2 separate regions of the Sus scrofa genome follow, and region 1 is linked to region 2. A link is a contact called in public Hi-C data. All regions are on one chromosome and are shown on one strand. The core of a region is the stretch at or near the end of the contact, and the rest is flanking DNA. Distances in the headings are between cores, read along the strand shown.

The links. Hi-C and Micro-C count contacts between places; a contact is called where the count stands out from the background.
Region 1: a Hi-C map of liver shows a contact between it and region 2, with 4 times the contacts expected there. The contact joins the promoter of CEMIP here to the enhancer-like site in region 2. A contact is called at or near these places in 6 of 47 Hi-C or Micro-C datasets (brain, embryonic fibroblasts, liver and 2 more) and 1 of 2 datasets of contacts at active chromatin or transcription factors (alveolar macrophages).

What each region holds. Positions count from the first base shown.
Region 1 is chr7:49,617,847-49,623,986 of Sscrofa11.1, reverse strand. CEMIP (cell migration-inducing and hyaluronan-binding protein) reads right to left here and starts at 1,453. Exons shown (of 31, transcript XM_021098867.1): 1 at 1,184-1,453.
Region 2 is chr7:49,475,056-49,480,815 of Sscrofa11.1, reverse strand. No RefSeq gene overlaps it. Among named protein-coding and RNA genes, the nearest start is that of ABHD17C, 63 kb to the left of the region's middle. Within about 2 kb of position 2,140, at least 11 of the 83 cell types and tissues checked have an H3K27ac peak or open chromatin away from gene starts, as enhancers often do. A contact at or near this core is called in liver and skeletal muscle, where this site is marked.

The DNA of each region.
Region 1 (6,140 bases), core at 204-2,703, 140 kb before region 2:
GCTGTCCATGGTGGCGCGGCGCCTGGGCACGCAGAGCCGCCGGCTCCCGCCCCCGGGGCGCGCCGGGGATAGCGCTCCAGACCGCCGGAATGGAGAGAGAGGCTCGCTCCCAGCCTGCAGCCAGGCACTGGCTCACACATCAAAAGGTTGGTTTAAAAAGGGAGTTCTCACCTGTGGGCAGCGTTGGCTGGACAGAGCAGGACTCAGGACCTCAAACCCGGCTCCTGGCGGCGCGCCTGGGACGGCAGTAGCGTTGCACCCTTGAGGAACCGCGGCGGTCTCTGAGAGCGCTGAAAGCGAGTCTGCGGCGGAGGACCTGGGCGCACTGAGCTCCTTTCTCAAAAGCACATGCAACCCGCTGGGTCCATTCCAGAATGTCTCTGGCCCTGGTTCCCAGAGCGGCGAACTGGAGACCTGTCCACGGCCTTCGTCTGCGCTCCGCCAGGTCCCTGCCTTTCTTTCTAACCTAATTTGACCTTTCTTGGAGCTGATGTCCCGTGTCAGGGACCCCCGAACCCTCTTCCAACGATGCCAAGTTTGCAATCTCAGCCTAAACATCAGTAGGGGCCTTCGTGTTATCTAACATTCAATTGCGTTCACTTGGTGTGGTGCCAGCACGACTCTGGGTGCCTAGCGCTGCTGGGGAGCGCGCGGGCCGGGAGGCAGCGGGGAAATCCAGAAGGAAGACGGTGCTGAGGGCAGAGCAGCAGGGAGCCGACCTGTTGCCAGGCGTACGCCCGCTAGTGCACAGTGTGAGCCGGCTCTTTGTCGGCCGCACTCCGCGACCTGACCCTCCGCGCAGTCCCTCCTCTGCAAGACACTGCCCGGGATGCCTGCCCCCAAACCATTCAGAAGGAGGTAACTACAGAAAACGGGGATTTCCCCCCCCCCCCCGCTGGATGCGCTCCGGAGACACTGGCGCCCCCAGCACCTGCTGCTTGCAAAGGATCACACGATCTCAGAGAAATCCCACAGAGGACAGTGACAGGGGCATGAGCCCATCAACGGACGCGTGGAAGGACAGACAGAGAGAGAGGGGCTGAACAGCATAGAATGGACAAACAGAAGCCAGTAACAGTAACGTTTTCCGTATCACCGGTGGAGGTGCCATACCCCCCAACTTCCCGTACCTCTGAGCCTGGGCAGTCCGCGCAGCCCTGGCGCGCCGGCCTGGCCCCCTTACCTCCGGGTCGGTAGCCGAGACAGTGCCACGATTCGATTCGTAGGCCAGGAGCGCAACAGCCGGCGCGGTCGGGTAGCACACTGATGGGCCCAGCAAGCTCCCCGGACGTGGGCAAGCCGAATGGTAGTTCGTCTGGGAAAGCTGGTCTCAGCCTCCGGCCGCGCTCAGCCTCGCTGGCCCCACGCGTCCCGCCGCTGACGCCCGCCGTGCCGCTTGCGCTCGCCAAGCTTGGCAGGGCTGCACCGCGCCGCGCTCGCCCGCGCTCCCCGGCCGCCCGCCGGAGCGGCGGCTTTTATAGCGAGCTGTGGCTTCGGCCGGCCGCCCGGGGCTGACTCCTCCCCGGGGCCCCTGACGCCCGCGCTACCGACCCGCCCCCCGCCGAAGCTCCCCCCCTGCCCAAGTGGGGCGGGGGCGCCGCGCCCCGGCCGGAGCCGGGCGGGCTCTGGCGGCCGCTCTGGGAGACGCAGACCCGAGCCCGTGGAGCCCGGCGCGGCAGCAGCCAGGTGAGGGCGCTGGAGCCCAGGACTAGGTGGAGCGGTCCCCGAGGGCCGCTGAGAGCCATTCTCCCGGTTTGGAAGGGCTTAGAGGGTGGCCCGAGTGCGAGCATAAAACCCCACTCGCGCCCAGTGAAGAAGAGGCTATCAAGGGGAAAAAAAAGGCTGGCGTCTGGTGTAGAATCCAGGAGAGATGAGGCTCAGAATCTTTCTTTTTTTAATTTATCAGGAGGTAACAGGGAAGAACAAATCTGTCTCCCTATTAGATCTGTGTCTTTTATCTTAAACTTTGTGTTCTGTTGCTTTTACTTAGAATTAAGAATGTTGCCTGGAGCCTGAAATATACAGGATAACCTACTTTCAAGGCTCTGACCTTTAAGGGTGTAACACTTTTGCATTCACATGAAGATAAAAAGTTGCAGAGCAGAGAATAACATTTGTCTTGTTGGACGTTTACAGGGACATCATGACCTGACCTGGGTGAATAAAGGATTCCTGCACCAAGAAGCTTGCAGTAATTGAGCACACATTTCCCTCACCTTGTCTTTACTTACTTTTATTATTACTATTATTATTATTATTTGTCTTTTTTAGGGCCACACCTGCAACATATGGAGGTTTCCAGGCTAGGGGTCTAATTGGAGCTGTAGCCCCCGGCCTACACCACAGCCACAGCAACACCAGATCTGAGCCGTGTCTGCAACCTACACCACAGTTCAGGGCAATGCTGGATCCTTAACCCACTGAGCGAGGTCAGGAATCGAACCCACAACCTCATGGTTCCTAGTCAGATTGTTTCCACAGTGCCAAGACAGGAACCTTTCCCTCACCTTGCCTTTAAAACACTTTGCTGAATGAAACCCTTCAGAGAGTTGAGGGTTTTAGGGTACATCTCCTTTCATGGCCCTGCAATAAACCTTTCTCCGGTCTGAATTCCAACTTTTTTTTTTTTAAGGTGTGTGTGTGTGTGTGTGTGTCTTTTTAGGGCCGCACCCACAGCATATGGAGGTTCCCAGGCTAGAGGTTGAATCGGAGCTACAGCTGCCAGCCTACAACAGCCACAGCCTCATCTGCAACCTACATCACAGCACACGGCAACGCCGGATCCTTAACCCCACTGAGCAAGGCCAGGATTGAACCCGGTCCTCATGGATACTAGTCGTGTTCATTACCACTGAGCCATGACAGAAACTCCCAAACTCCACCGTTTTGGTTTGTTTGGCCTTATTGTGCACCTGGCACACAAACTTGCATTTGGTAACAAGGAGAGAGCGGTCTTAGAAAGAGATCCTAGAATGGGACCTAGCAGTCCCTCCAAGAGGAAAATTCAGGGGCTTTCAATCAAAGAGACCTTGGTTTGAAAACAGAGTCAGACATTCCGGGTATGTGACGGTACAAGGATCTTCACCTCCCTGGGCATCCGTTTCCTCATCAGGAAAATGGGTTTTCTGATGTTTCCTTACTGACTGGTAGGACTTATATGAGATCACAATAATACGGCTACCTAGCAGGTCTTCAGTAAGTTAGAATACATCCCATGTGTAGGATAGGGCTCTACCTTCTTAACTGGACAGACCGAGGTCCTCAAGGGTTACAGCAAAAGGTAAATATCCCCCGTGCATGAGAAAACAGTACTAGAGGAAAGAGCCCATATCACGTCCCTAGGGCCCGTGGAGTCTCCTTTCAACTCAGCCACCAACGTGCCATCTACTCTTCCTCTCTGTCTATTGTACTCCCTTCCACTTTTTTTTTTTTTTTTTTTTTTTTTTGAGCTTACAATGCAGCCCCTCACCTGGTTAACTGGAGTCCTCCTAGACTATATATTCCTTTGTCCCTTCCAGCTAATGCCATGTGAGAACCACCTTTGTGGGGGGCCATCTTCATTCTAGGTAGGATATGCCACTTCATATATCTACGTCTGGGCTTTGGGGCTATAGTCAGACAGAAGCTGCTGGAGTCTGTGTGCATGTTTTCTGCATTGGGATAGAAGCCTTAATCTCCTGGCTAAACTAGGGAAACCACGCCGGCTCTCTTCAGGCCTTTCCCAGAAAGCTGATCTTGACCATGACAAGGTCCGTTATCAGATTCTCAGCCTTCCTTGACGTCTAGGGAGGTGACAAACCTATGGCAGGTTTCCCTCCCCAGCCCTTCCTTTCCAGCAAATTTGGATGGAACTCACCCAAGGGCCTCCAAGCCCTACCCTAATTCCTGGTTTCTTTTCTTTCTTCATAGGACCCCCCCCAGATACCAGGACCCGTAAACATTTGGAGGATGCTGAGCATTTGGCCCAAATGGAGGAAGGTTAGCCTGAATCGGCGTTGCTTAGAGCTGTGCAGAGCGATGAGAGCCACGAGCAAGATTTTCCCCTCTTCCCTCAGGAGAGAGTAGATCTGGGCTCTGCGTGGCATAAAGTCTCTGGTGAGACGCCTGTGCCACAGGCATCTGCGAGGCGAAACAGGGAAGGAGGACTCTTGTCTGGTGATGGGTTCTGAGAAGTGCTTAGTCATGTTTTCTCAAAGCACAGAAATGTCCAGCACATTCCTTGGGGTCCAGTTTTCTCCATCACAGACCAGTGCCCCAGGGAGGATGGAGCAATGCTGATGAATTACAAACGCGCTCCGCGTGTCTAAAAGCAGATTCTTCAGCCAGAGCTCCGTTCAGCACTTCCACTCAGCACTCAGTAACGGACGGGGTCTGCAGGCAGTTCTTTTTTTAGATGAATGTTGGAAGCACGCCTCTGGCATAATTACTACCTGCACTCCCCTCAATTCAAGGTCTTGCTCTTATACATGCAGAGACAGGCTCTGGTCAAGAAAGGCTGTGTTGGTTTCCTGGTTTTTGTCTGAATTCCCTAGCAGACAGACTCCAGAGAGAGGAGAATTTTTTTTTTTTTTTTTGCTGCACCCAAGGCATATGGAAGTTCCCAGGCTAGGGGTCAACTTGGAGCTACAGCTGCCAGCCTACGCCACAGCCACAACAATGCAGGATCCAAGCCACATCTGTGACCTACACCACAGCTCATGGCAATGCCAGATCACCGACCCACTGAGCAAGGCCAGGGATCAAACCCGCATCCTCCTGGATACAAGTGGAGTTTGTTTCTGCTGTGCCACAACGGGAATTCCAAAAGAAATGTTCTGAAATGCTGTGATCCCACCCAGAAAGCCTGCCCTTCCTCCAGGTGCATTTGCCTCCAGGTGAGGTGCAGCCTCCTCAGTCACATCAGTGCCATCGAATGGCCTGCCCACTCACTGGTCCCACAAGCTCCCCAAGTCTGGCATTTTCAGTCTGCTGGCAGGACCCAAATCCACCGCTTGGAGGGAGAGTCACCACGTTCTACCCTCTGGCCAACAAAGCCAGCCCTCTGCCCCCATGGCAGCCTGCCTGCCTGCGAGACGTTTAAATGCTGTCTACACCTGTGACTTCATCCTCCAAGCCCCAGACCTGGTTTTTCCAGGCAAACCTGAGCCGAGGGGGACATGGAGAGTTGGGAAGCAGCTGGGGTAAGGAGAGTAGCTGTTGGCTTCCAGGCTTCCCGTCTCCCCCTCCTCCAAAAAAAATATGAAATCTCAGGCATCCCAATTCTAATATTTAAATTCCACCAACAGGGGTCGCCCTTGGACACAGAGCCTGAAGCTGGCATCTAAAAAGGGAAATTCCCAGCCTCCTGCCCTTGAGCCAAATTTCCAGGACTCATAACTGCTCAGTTCCTGTTTTGCTGGTTGCAGATGAGGTTGCCCAGCTGAGAAGAGACAAGTCCTCACTTTTCTGGTGAGTGGAGGTATGCATTGGAATTTGGGCTGGGAAATCAAGGAACACTGGCCAAGCCGTCAGGAGCTCTGAAAATGGATTTCTACATCTCCTCCTGCAATGTCATCACCATACAGAAAGAACATTCTTTCCTGTGTTTTTTCCTCTCTCAAATACTTGTAAACTTGTCTGTGTGCACATGGTATTTCCATAGCACATGGTTCTTTTTTGCAAATGCAAAAATTGTTTGTGTTCTTTGCAAAAGAACCCATACTTGGAAATTTCGGAAAGTGAGCAAAGGCGAAATCACCTAATTGCAAACATAATGTATTACATTACAAAAAGCTCAGTAAAACATAGAAAAGCACAAAGGAAAAATATCACTTCTACTCACAGATCATCTCTAGGAACTCATCATATATGATCAAGTGTTTTTCCATGTATAAGTTACATATACAGCTGTACAAATTCATACAGGTATGTATGTATTCCACAAGTAGTTCAATGTTTAGCTCAAAATCCTTCTCCTCCACCAGCGTGCACCTTCTAGGAGAATGGGGTCAGTCTCCAAAGTTCACCTACAGTGGCTCCTACAGTATCCAGCATAGAGTTGACATGTAGGAGGTGTTTACATTATAAGGCTGCACCTGCAGCACATGGAAGTTCCGGGGCTAGGGGTCAAATCAGAGTCGAAGCAACACTAGATCCAAGCT
Region 2 (5,760 bases), core at 891-3,390:
CTCCATTATTATAGTTCTACAGTAAGTTTGAATTGGGAAATATGAGTCCTCCAATTCTAACTTTGTGTGTGTGTGTGTGTGTATGTGTGTGTCTTTTCCAGGGCCGCTCCCATGGCATATGGAGGTTCCCAAGCTAGGGGTCCAATCGGAGCTGTAGCTGCCGGCCTACACCACAGCCACAGCAACTCGGGATTCAAGCCTTGTCTGTGACCTACACCACAGCTCACGGCAATGCCAGATCCTTAACCCACTGAGCGAGGCCAGGGATCGAACCGGCAACCTCATGGTTCCTAGTCAGAATTGTTAACTACTGCGCCACGATGGGAACTCCTAATTCTATCCTTTTAAAAGATGTTTTAACTAATCTGAGTCCTTTGAATTTGTATATAAATTTTAGAATAAGCTTATCAATTTCTGTAAAGAACCCAAATGGAATTTTGATTAGGACTATGTTGAATCTGTAGATCAATTTGTACTGCCGTCTTTATTTGTGCGTGTCTTTTTAGGGCCACACCCAAGGCATATGGAAGTTTCCAGGCTAGGGGTCGAATGGGAGTTACAGCTGCCGGCCTACACCACAGCAACAGCAACACCAGATCCAAGCCGCATCTGCGACCTACACCACAGCTCAAGCAAAGCCGGATCCTTAACCCACTGAGCAAGGCCAGAGATCAAACCGTCGTCCTCATGGATGCAAGTCAGATTCATTTCTACTGAGCCACGATGGGAACTCCTCCACAAAGTTTTATAGGTTTTGGAGTATAAGTTTTGGACTTTTGTTAATGGGTAATTTTTTATTGCCATAAAGTGTACATAAGAAAAAATTTACCATTTTGTCCATTTTTAAGTGTGCAGTTCAACAGCGTTAAGTTCATTCACCTTACTGTGCATCCACCATCACCACCCATCTCCAGAACTTCATTTTCCCAAAGTGAAACTCTACATCCATGAAAAAATAACTCCCCATTTCCCCCTTCACGCAAAGCTTGATCTTCACCATCCTGCTTTCTGTCCCTATGAATTTGATTATCCTTTATACGTACATAAGTGAAATCATATGTTCTGGGAGTCTGTCAACATTTCCCATCATCGGTGAACTAATACGTATTGACAGTGGAGCCAATGTGTGATGCATGGAATCACTCTGCTGACAGCTTGGAATCTTATCTCATTTCCTTCCTCAGACTTGCGGGTCAGTTCCAACACGATGGGTCTAAGTACTCTGGGCTTTTTTCTGTGAGCAGTAGAGCCTGATACTTGTGTCTAATCTGTACCTCTCACCCCACCTTCATGCTGCAGTACTGGGGGAGGGTTATACCATCCCTGGGTGTGCAACAGCAAAGGGGAGACCGTCCAGCTGCTGTGATACCCTCTGTCTTCTGATGGTTAGGCTTTTTCTGTCCTAACCATGTGGTCTTCCTCTCCCCAGGCAGGACAGAACACAACTCAATGCAGCAGCTTTGGCCAACGAGTCAACACGCAAACGGGAACAAGAGCCCTGGGACTTTCCTAAGATAAACAAAGGATTTAGAAGGAATAACAATATTTAGCAGAACTCAAAACTCCCACTTCCAGATGAAGAAAACACCATGCTGCAAACAACTTAAGACATTTAAAATTAGGTCTACTTTTGACCCCAAACTCTCTCATCACGGCACCAAAGGAGGTACATTAAGAAATGTTTTGAAGATGGGAAAAGGTCAGTTTCCAGCTTCAGGAAGAACGGCTGAGTCCTCAGCGGATCCACCTCAATGGCTCATCCCGACGCTTTGAGTTCATTCCTGCTTCCCCAAGTGCACGGTTTCCTGTCAAATGGCTGTTGTCCCTAAACCTTCACATTTCCTCTTAATCATATTTCTTCCCCTAGGCCCTTTGGCAGTAATGAGTCAAAGCTCGAGGCAGCTGTCACATATTCCTCTTGTGCAGCCAAGCCTCCAAAGGAGTGACACCACGAAGTAAAGACACAAGCGGATGTGACGAGGCCATTGATGTTGGACTTGGCACAGCCCTGGGCAGAGAAATGGAGCTGCAGGGGGAGGATCCAGCCAGAGCCAGGATGCACTTGACTTCCAGAAGAGTCAGCAGGATACCAACTGCACATGGCCCGAACTCAGAGGCCAGGGGTCAAAGCTCACGGGAGATCACACGGTCCAGAGGCCCTCACCCCAGCTGACACTGGGGATCGGTAAACATTGTAGACCAAGGGTCTGAAAACTGTGGCTCCTGGGCCAGCTATATGATCCTCTGCCTATTTTTGTATGGCTGGCATGCTCTGAGTGATTTTTACACTTTTAAATCACTGAAAAAAATTTAATATTGTTGACATTAGAATTTATACAGTTAAAGTTTCTGTGTCTAAATGAAAGTGTTAGCGAACACCACCACATCCATTTACCGATGCCAGTGCCTCTGGCTGCGTCCTTGCTACACGAGAAGAGCTGAGTAGTTGTGGCAGAGACTGCACGGCCCCCAAAGGCTAAAAATAGTTCCTCTCTGGCCCTTGGCGGAAAGCATTTGCTGTCTCCTGTATTAAACTTTTTTTTTTTTTTTTTGCAAACCACAGCAGCAAGAGAGGAGAAAGGAGCAGGAGGGAGTTCCCTCGTGGTCTAGTGGTTAGGACCCAGCGCTTTCACCACTGCTGCCTGGGTTCCATCCCTGATCTGTGGACTGAGACCCCATGTCAAGCTGATGCACGCCACAGCCAAAAAATAAAAAAGATAAAAAAAAAAAAATTAAAAAGGGAAAGGAGCAGGGAAAGAGTCAAGCCATAACCATCACCTCTGAGAAGGGGAGCTTCACCATGTCAGATAGGAGTACTGTTTAGGAATCACTGATTAGGTCTGGCCACAGTGTTTCCATGATGTATCTTCTGTCTCCTCCTCCTTCTTCTTGTCTTTTTAGGGCCACACCTGCAGCATATGGAAGTTCTCAGACTAGGAGTCGAATCGGAGCTGGAGCTGCCAGTCTGTAACACAAACACAGCAACGCCAGATCCGAGCCTTGACTGCACCCTACACCACAGCTCACGGCAACACCGGATCCTTAACCCATTGAGTGGGGCCAGGGATCGAACCCATGTCCTCATGGATACTAGTCGGGTTCATAACTGCTGAGCCACATTGGGAACTCCTGCATGCATTGAGGGTGGGCCAGGCCCAGTGACTGTCCCCGCTGAACATGTGTGGTAGTGTCCCACCCCACTAGGGGCCTTCCTTGTCACTCTGTGTGCCTCTGGATGACCATTATGAGAACAGCCATTCCTGTTCTAGTCCCCAGGGGAGGAAAAGTCTAAGTTCAGCTCCATCTTGCAGATGGAGAATTTGGATGTGGGTTCAAGAAAGACCTGGATTAGAAGCAATGCTGGGTGCCATGGACATACTCCTGATCAGTCCCTTCTCTAAATTCAGCTCTGGTCCTGGCTCCTTTTCCAGTCTCTGGGCTCAGTCCTGTGTCCCAGTACAGCCTGAGGGAGGGGATAAAGTCTTCAGACAGTAGCTCAGCGGAAATGAACCCAGTTGGTCTCCATGTGGACACCAGGTTCGATCCCTGACCTTGTTCAGTGGGTTAAGGATCTGGCATTGCTGTGAGCTGTGGTGTAGGTCGCAGACACAGCTCGGATCCTGCATTGCTACGGCTGTAGTATAGGCCAGCAGCTGCAGCTCCAATTCAACCTCTAGCCTGGGAACTTCCATATGCCTAGGGTGTGGCGTATGGGTCTTTTCCTTAAAAGAAAGGGAAAAAAACAAAAACAAAACAAAACAAAACAAAAGCCTCAGACTTCCCAGGATGCTTGCAAGGTCCCAGAGGTCAGAACTAGTCCTAATGGTGGAGTCATAGCAGAGTTGAACTCAAGCTGGGGAAGGCTCACTTCACATGTGCTCAGCCGAGCTGGAAGCTGCTGCCCTGGGAGCCCATGAGCTTTCTGCTTTAGCAGGAGGGCTGTGGGTTGAGCAAGATGGCCATGTCAGGTGACCGCTGGGTGCTAGGATTCTATGTATCAGAGACCTCATGGATGAAGGGGCAGAGGACTCGGACCCTGAATGCAGTAGCTCAGAGCATGAGCCTCGAAGTCAGAGCTGTCCTTAGTTCAAATCCGTCACTTCCGTGTCATTTGGTAAAGCGAGTTAAGATGAGCGTCAGCTGCCACCTCTGTAAAATGCCAATGAGGTCCTTGCCTCGTCGAGATACGGATAAATTATAGCACGTTCAGTGTCAACACGTAGTAGCTATTGTGCCCAAGAGATCTTCATCAGTGACTTATACATCAGCTGAGTCCAATCTTGGTAGGAAAATTTATCTTTCCTTTGCAAAGTATCCTCAATTTCAAAGCCATTTGAGGGCAGGGAATAGAGGACATGTGGAAATAAATAAAACAGCTCTCTTGGATTACATGTCAGCCTTCAGGCAGGAGATGGTGACTGTCCCCTGTGTGCCTTCCTGGGGTCAGTGACATCAGTGTGTATTTCACGGAGACTATTGCTTCAAATTGGGTTGTTGGGTTTTCTCCCCATGTTTCCAAAGCCTGGGTCAAAGATGAGACATGCTCATCAGATGCCTGATGGTAATATATTACCGATGCTGGTTTCCAGGGATTTGCGAATCAGAAAACATCACATTAATTTGTTTTTATATTTTCCCCAAATATTTTACAAAACCATTAATCAAGAACCCATTTGGTTGAAAAACAAACGCTGGCGGTGAGTAATGAGTACCAGCTTCCGTCACATTTGCCCTTTTCTGGGAGTTTCTGAAGTTTGGGGCTTGCTGGCTTGACAGTTTACTGCCACCAAGGGAGATTTTTACAAATTGCAGCATCTATGGGCTCTTTTACCAACGTCAGGAGCTGAGCCCACGTTTAAAAGAGCATAAGGCAGGGAAGCTTAACATGGTCTGCAAGGATGCACATTTCTTTTCTGTCTCTCTCTCTCTTTTTTTTTGGCCGTGCCTTGAGCACGCTCAAGTGCCCAGGCCGAGGACTGAGCCCTCGCCATAGCAGCGACAACACCAGATCTTTAATGTCTAGGCCACCATGGAACTCTGAGATGCATGTTTCTTGAATTCATTTTAACCTAGTTCTCCTACTGGATGCCAAACACTGTATGAGGCTTTAGAGATACAGAAGTGAGTGGGACACAGGCGCTGTCCTTGAGGGGACCATCTGGTGAGAAATGCTGTGTCCATACAAAGTGTCACCTGCCCCACACTGAGCATGGAACAGGAATGCCTTGTGCATTAGGCCTCATTGGGGGGGTGAGCTGAGAAGGCTTCCTGGGGGGGGGGTCACTCCTGAACTAAGTTTGGAAGGATCAGTAGTTAAGGTCGTCAGCAGCAGAGCTGCTGCCGAGTCAAAGGCCTGAAGGCTGGAATAGCTGGCATTGCAGCTGGAGGGAGGGATGGGTGGAACCTTACAGGAGGCCTTGAACGCCCTGTGAAACAGAAAGCCTCTCCTATGCTCTTATTCAGGAATCATGAAGGGTTGTAGGAAGACAGGAGTCAATCAGATTTGCACTTTTTTTTTTTTTTTTTTTTTTTTAGGGCCCTACCCTTGGCATATGGAGGTCCCCAGGCTAGGGGTCAAATCAGAGCTACAGCTGCCAGCCCATGCCACAGCGATAGCGATGCTGGATCCAAGCGGCACCTGTGACCTAAACCACAGCTCATGGCAATGCTGGATCCTTAACCCACTGAGCAAGGCCAAGGATGGAACCCACATTCTCATGGATCCTAGTCAGGTTTGTTAACCCCTGAACCACGAAAGGA